Regions from separate parts of the Sus scrofa genome. Here region 2 is linked to region 1. The links are chromatin contacts, called in public HiChIP or PLAC-seq maps. All regions are on one chromosome and are shown on one strand. Each heading gives the region's core, a stretch centred on a gene start, on an enhancer-like site or on the middle of the called end of the contact. The rest is flanking DNA. Distances are from core to core; before and after follow the strand shown.

Region 1 (2,700 bases), core at 152-2,651:
TTTGCTTACTCCCCCTTGAGTCTGCTGGAAGCCTTAAACAGAAAACAGAAAAGGATACTTTTGATTCCATATGCTCATGCAGTATGCCATTTTGGAGAAAGCTCAGCTACTGCATTTATTTCTGTGCAAAATTTTCTGCCTGGGCTTTTGTCCCTTTCCATGCAATTTTTTTCAGAGACTCTCATCTGCTTAGAATTCTGAAGCCCATTAAATCAGAAACATGCTTTAAGAATATGTCCTTTAAGAAAACCACTCATTGAAAGCTGAGTCTTCTAAAAAAAAAATCTTAATATTTCTTATTCAGTTTAGTTCAAATGCAAACAAGTTCTTCAACTCAGTATGACATTGAGACTCTAAAAAAAGAATGTTGCCTGAAAAAATGATCAAAAATAACACGGAGAAGTGTATTCCTATCATACCTGTTCTTTGCTTTCCTTGTTGCTTTAGTCTCATCTTTTGGCCAAATAAATAAAGTACATGGAGCACCATTAAAGAATGATGGACCCTTTACCTAAATATTTTCCTGGAACCACCTTCCCTCTTATTCCGTTGTCCTACTAGCAAAACTGTCATGTCAGTGAGTAAATATTCCCTTCTTAAACTGAAGTTCTATTTTTTGCTCCCACTTGCCAAAGTCAGCATGATTTGAACATTCCTCTTCACCTAGTATCAGTCCCCATCAGATAACCATTAAATGAATAGAAGCTGCAGGTTAGGAGGAATGCTAACAATGCAGATAAAGTCCTGATATCTGGCATCTGTGAATTAATTCAGCCAGATCACAGCCCAGGAGGGTGGCTGTCAAAGGGAGCAAGGGTGCTTGGGAGGCTTGGCTTGGTGCCTGTAACTTACAGCACCTTCCCCCAGGCTAAGCAGCCTGGCATTTCATATCTAAAGTCACCACAGGAATGAGACAAATTCCCCTGTCCTATCTGGCAACTGCTCACCGTGGCAGATTAACTCCCTGTGACTGTCAGGGAAACAGTCACGTATATTCACCCACAGGAATGAATTAAAATGACTCTGAGGGAGCCACTGACCCAGCTAAGCACTGAGAAAAAGGGTCAGTTGACCTCTTAATCCATTCTCTATATTGGTTTCAGACTCAGAGTTCCAGAGCCTATTAAGTCTGGTAATACAAGAGGCAAAGTTCTTTTCCCCTGAATATTTTAAAGCAATCACAATCTATTGCCTGTTTCTAGGTTGTCAAGAAAATATACAAGCAGAGCCTCAGGGAATTTGAGTTCTAATCTTAGCCCTCTGCTACATCTATGATCTGTCTGAAGAGGCTACTTTCTGACTGAGATTTACCTTCACCGTCAGAACCCACTGTTTTGAGTATCTGAGCCTGGAAGCCTAGGTGTTTTGCATTCTCCACTCATGGTTTTTAGGCAGAGGAACACTTGTGTATTCCTGACTTTGACCAGTAGATGGAAGCATTTTTGATTGTGTGGCACCTCTAGCTTCTCAGACTTAAAAAGAAATATCTTTGATTTCCAGGAAAAGCTGAGACGCTGAATCACCAGATTCGTCTGACATAGTATCTTATTGGTGTATAGAATGTCTTCCCAAATAAAAAGGACAGTGAATATTTTGAAATAATAAGGGAAGAATTTAGGAAATACTTAGGGTTTATTTTCAATAGTCACAACCACCTAATTCTCTTAATTCCCTCACATTCTTTTAATTAAGCAATATAAAATGATGATCGTGATTTATAACAACCTATAATTCAGAATGAATAAAATTCTCCTTAAACCTCAAGTGTTTCATAAATACTCCATCTTTAACCAAAGACCAGTAAAAGTGTTTAACATAGTTATTCTGCCCAGATGGCTAAAAAACTGGGTTCTAAAGCAAACTATCTTTCCACTGAGAACTTATTACAGTATCTCATTTACCTAAGTTTCTTAAGGTTGTCAGATTTTAATTTAGAAACCATATGATATTTTTGACAGAAATGTCAAGGAGATTGTAGGTCATTACCAATCATTGACAGTCATTCAAATGTGGGCCAATTATTTTTCTTGACATAGTTGATAATGGGACTGATAGTGAAACTGAAATTTAATCACTCTCTTACTCTCTACTTTCTGAAGCTGAAACTCAAATAAATCCTTGAAAGACTTTTCTATCACTGAAAGAGTCCACAGCCCATACTTTGAATCATACCAGAAGGAAGACTAGCAGCCCTTGTTGGTATTATAAATCTTATACTAGAGCATTCTCCAGTAAAAACTCCAGTGTTCTCTGATATTAAATGAATAATGAATGAATTTCCCATTTTTAACTCCAAATGTGCTTCTATTTTGGAAAATCCTATGTATAGTCCGCTGGTCCATTTACCTTTCTCAGAAACCTGCAGCATGCCTTGAAGTCACTTTTTCCTTTATTCTCACAGTCATCAACAAATACTGCCAGTTTGGTTTCCTAATGTGTTTACAACCCAGCACTTCTCTCCATCTTCATGGCCACCAGGTCAGATGAGGTCAGATCCAGCCACCAAGGTGTTTCTCGTGGACTCTTGGCAATTGCCTCTAATTGGATAACTTCATGACTAATGAATTATGAATATACAAACAATAAGATGTAAAAGTATAAAAGTATCAAAATATGAAGGGTTAACATAAATTCATAGATGGTAAGCTTTTAGCAGACAGCTGAGGGATCTGAGGAACACATTTAATGTTTTAAAACTGG
Region 2 (2,702 bases), core at 103-2,602, 150 kb after region 1:
GTGGCCCCTGCCTACCTCTGCAGCTTCATCTCCCCCACTCTCTCCCTCTCATGCTCTGCTCACCCAGCCTGGAGCTCTTGTGGGGCCAAGACCACGCCAAGCTCAGTCCTGCCACTTGGCCCATACTTTACTGTTTCCTCTGCCAGGAACATTCTTCCTCATATCTCTCCATGGTCACTTCCTCATTTTGATTTTCTTCCTCAAATGTCACCTCCTGATCCTAATCCCAACCAGTCACCACCTTATCTATTCAGCCAATGAAAAGGCCACTCCGTGCTGATCCCTTATTATCTCCTTAGCCTATTTTCCCTCTAAATCCTTAAAGCTGGTCAACATGTGGTAAATATGTGCTTGGGTTTTGTTTTTTGTTGTCATTGTTTTTAACTACTTGTTTTCTCACTAGAATTCTATGAGGTCTGGGACTTTTCTGTGTTCATCTCATCTTCAGTGACTAGAATAGTGCCAAGTATACAGTCAGTGCTTAATAAATATGCCTTGGTGAATGAATGAACTAACCCATATCCGTCATTCCTCATTCCTCTTGCTCATGAATTTCCTTTAGAGGAGAGAGAAAACCATCTTCCGAAGAGCCTCCCCAAACCGAAGCCTATTATCTATTCAGTTATTAGTTTAAAATTGACCACATGCAGTGATTTGTCATTGATCATTTACAGTGATTTGTTGATGCCTATTTTGTTGGAGCCATGTTGGACTCTACAGAGAGTACCCTTATTAAGACCATCCTCATTTTTCATTCATAAAATTGTTTAGAGCATTCAATTTTCTAATATTTCCCTTCCATCACACTTGGAATTCACATTGTCTTAAGTTCTGTATACATTCGTTCTGAGTGATACTATTCAATTTGGGAATGGAAGCTTTTTTGCTTTTCAATTATAACAACTTTTTCTAAAGTACCATCCACAAAACTTGTCCTCTGGTGCCATCTCAGAGTTATCACAAAAATGCTATGGGTATTCTTCAAGGAGGAAATGCCCCAGCTCTGTCTGTCTATGATGCCATTGCACTTGGCTCCTTTGCTTCTTTTTAATGCTGTTACAAGTGGCTGCCCAGTAGCTGCCCAGTCACCTCATTTTCCCTTGGCGTTCCTCCAGCAGGCTTTGTCCACAGCTGTGGATGTCTGCCCCTGGGAAGGAGCCTGAGCTGGGGCCCAAACTCCCTCTGAGAACCTACTTGGCATCCTATTCTCCCCGGCCCCTCTGCAGGTTCCCTTGGCATCAGCTGGTACTGGCACCAATCCAAGCTTGTAATGAAATTAGTATAAATGACACCAGTGGCCTCTTCTAGAACCTCTGTGATTCCTTTAAATGGACATGACCCTTCCCTCACCCCACTGGCGCCACATAAGCCAACACCCCCAAGTTTGGAAGCCTGGATTCCTCTTGGTGCTTCCCACTGTTTACAGCTTCCCGGCCAAATTCTCTAGCCCTGTGAACTTGTTTTCATCCAAGTCAGCTGAATCCAGTTTAGCAGGAAACGTTTTATGACGTCAAGAAGATCTTCAAATATGTGTTGCCCTCTGCCAGAGCTGGGCTAATTCTTTTGAAATCAGGCCACTTAATGATTCTTGCTGTTATTTAAAGACAAAATGAATAAAGACAAAACGAATAAAGAAAGAGAAATCACAGTCCTGTGGGAAGACAGGAGGAAGCAGAGCATTCTTGTTTTGCTGCTGGCTTTTATAGATGTTTTTGAGTGAAACAGACTTAGGGTTTGGGACCATTGATGAGGTAGAAAAAAACCTCATAAATCAGTCAGTTATGGATAAGTAATGAGGCCCTACTGTACAGCGCAGGGAACTCTATGCAAACTCTTGGGATAGACCGTGATGGAAGATAGTAAGAGAAAAAGAATGTATATATATATGACTGGGTTACTATCAGAAATTGGCACAACATTATAAATCAACCATAGTTTAATTTTAAAAATTAAAAAAATAAATCTGTGGCAAGAAAAAGCAGACTAATTTATATGAGAAAATAACCACCCAAAGGACCAGAATATAATTTGCTCCATTACTCTCTCAAGTCCTCAAATGATACATTTAATTCAAAAATAGGACAATGTAGCATTCCCGTCATGGCTCAGTGGTTAATGAATCCGACTAGCATCCATGAGCACGCAGGTTCGATCCCTGGCCTTGCTCAGTAGGTTAAGGCTCTGGTGTTGCCGTGAGCTGTGGTGTAGGTCGCAGACACAGCTTGGATCCTGCATTGCTGTGGCTGTGGTGTAGGCCAGAGGCTGTAGCTCCAATTGGACCCCTAGTCTGGGAATCTCCATATGCCACGGATGCGGCCCCCCCTCCAAAAAAAAAAATAGGACAATGTTGTGGAAGCTGTCTTCTCTTTGAGCAGTCTCATTGGGACTTGGCTTCTTGAGGGTGGAAAAGGCCCTCTCCCAGGTAGAACCTGGGTGGTCAGGCTTACTCTTACAGCTTTCCATGCAAGTCTTACTGTGTGTTATGTCTTGTTACTCTTTGGGCTGGAGTGACAGATGGAGGAGGCAGGGAGGGCAGGGACAGGGGCAGCCTGCTTTGAATATGAGGGAGCTGAGGGGAACCTGTTACGGAATTTTCTCTGCTTATTCATCCTAGCCCCATTCATTATCCCAACTCTGTTTCATTCTCTCGATGAGTGTTAAATCAGGTACTTTCCATCCTAACATGAGCAGCTAAGTTTTGA

The links. HiChIP or PLAC-seq counts read pairs in DNA pulled down with a chosen protein or histone mark.
Region 2: an H3K27ac HiChIP or PLAC-seq map of skeletal muscle shows a contact between it and region 1. The contact joins two enhancer-like sites. A contact is called at or near these places in 3 of 47 Hi-C or Micro-C datasets (fibroblasts, omental adipose tissue and subcutaneous adipose tissue) and 1 of 2 datasets of contacts at active chromatin or transcription factors (skeletal muscle).

Annotation. Positions count from the first base shown.
Region 1 is chr1:132,311,325-132,314,024 of Sscrofa11.1, forward strand. All of the region lies in intron 1 of LOC110261468 (a long non-coding RNA gene), which reads right to left. Among named protein-coding and RNA genes, the nearest start is that of RASGRP1, 390 kb to the right of the region's middle. Within about 2 kb of position 1,402, at least 19 of the 83 cell types and tissues checked have an H3K27ac peak or open chromatin away from gene starts, as enhancers often do. A contact at or near this core is called in skeletal muscle, where this site is marked.
Region 2 is chr1:132,456,754-132,459,455 of Sscrofa11.1, forward strand. The region is part of intron 1 of LOC110261468 (a long non-coding RNA gene); the gene reads right to left. Among named protein-coding and RNA genes, the nearest start is that of RASGRP1, 240 kb to the right of the region's middle. Within about 2 kb of position 1,353, at least 22 of the 83 cell types and tissues checked have an H3K27ac peak or open chromatin away from gene starts, as enhancers often do. A contact at or near this core is called in skeletal muscle, where this site is marked.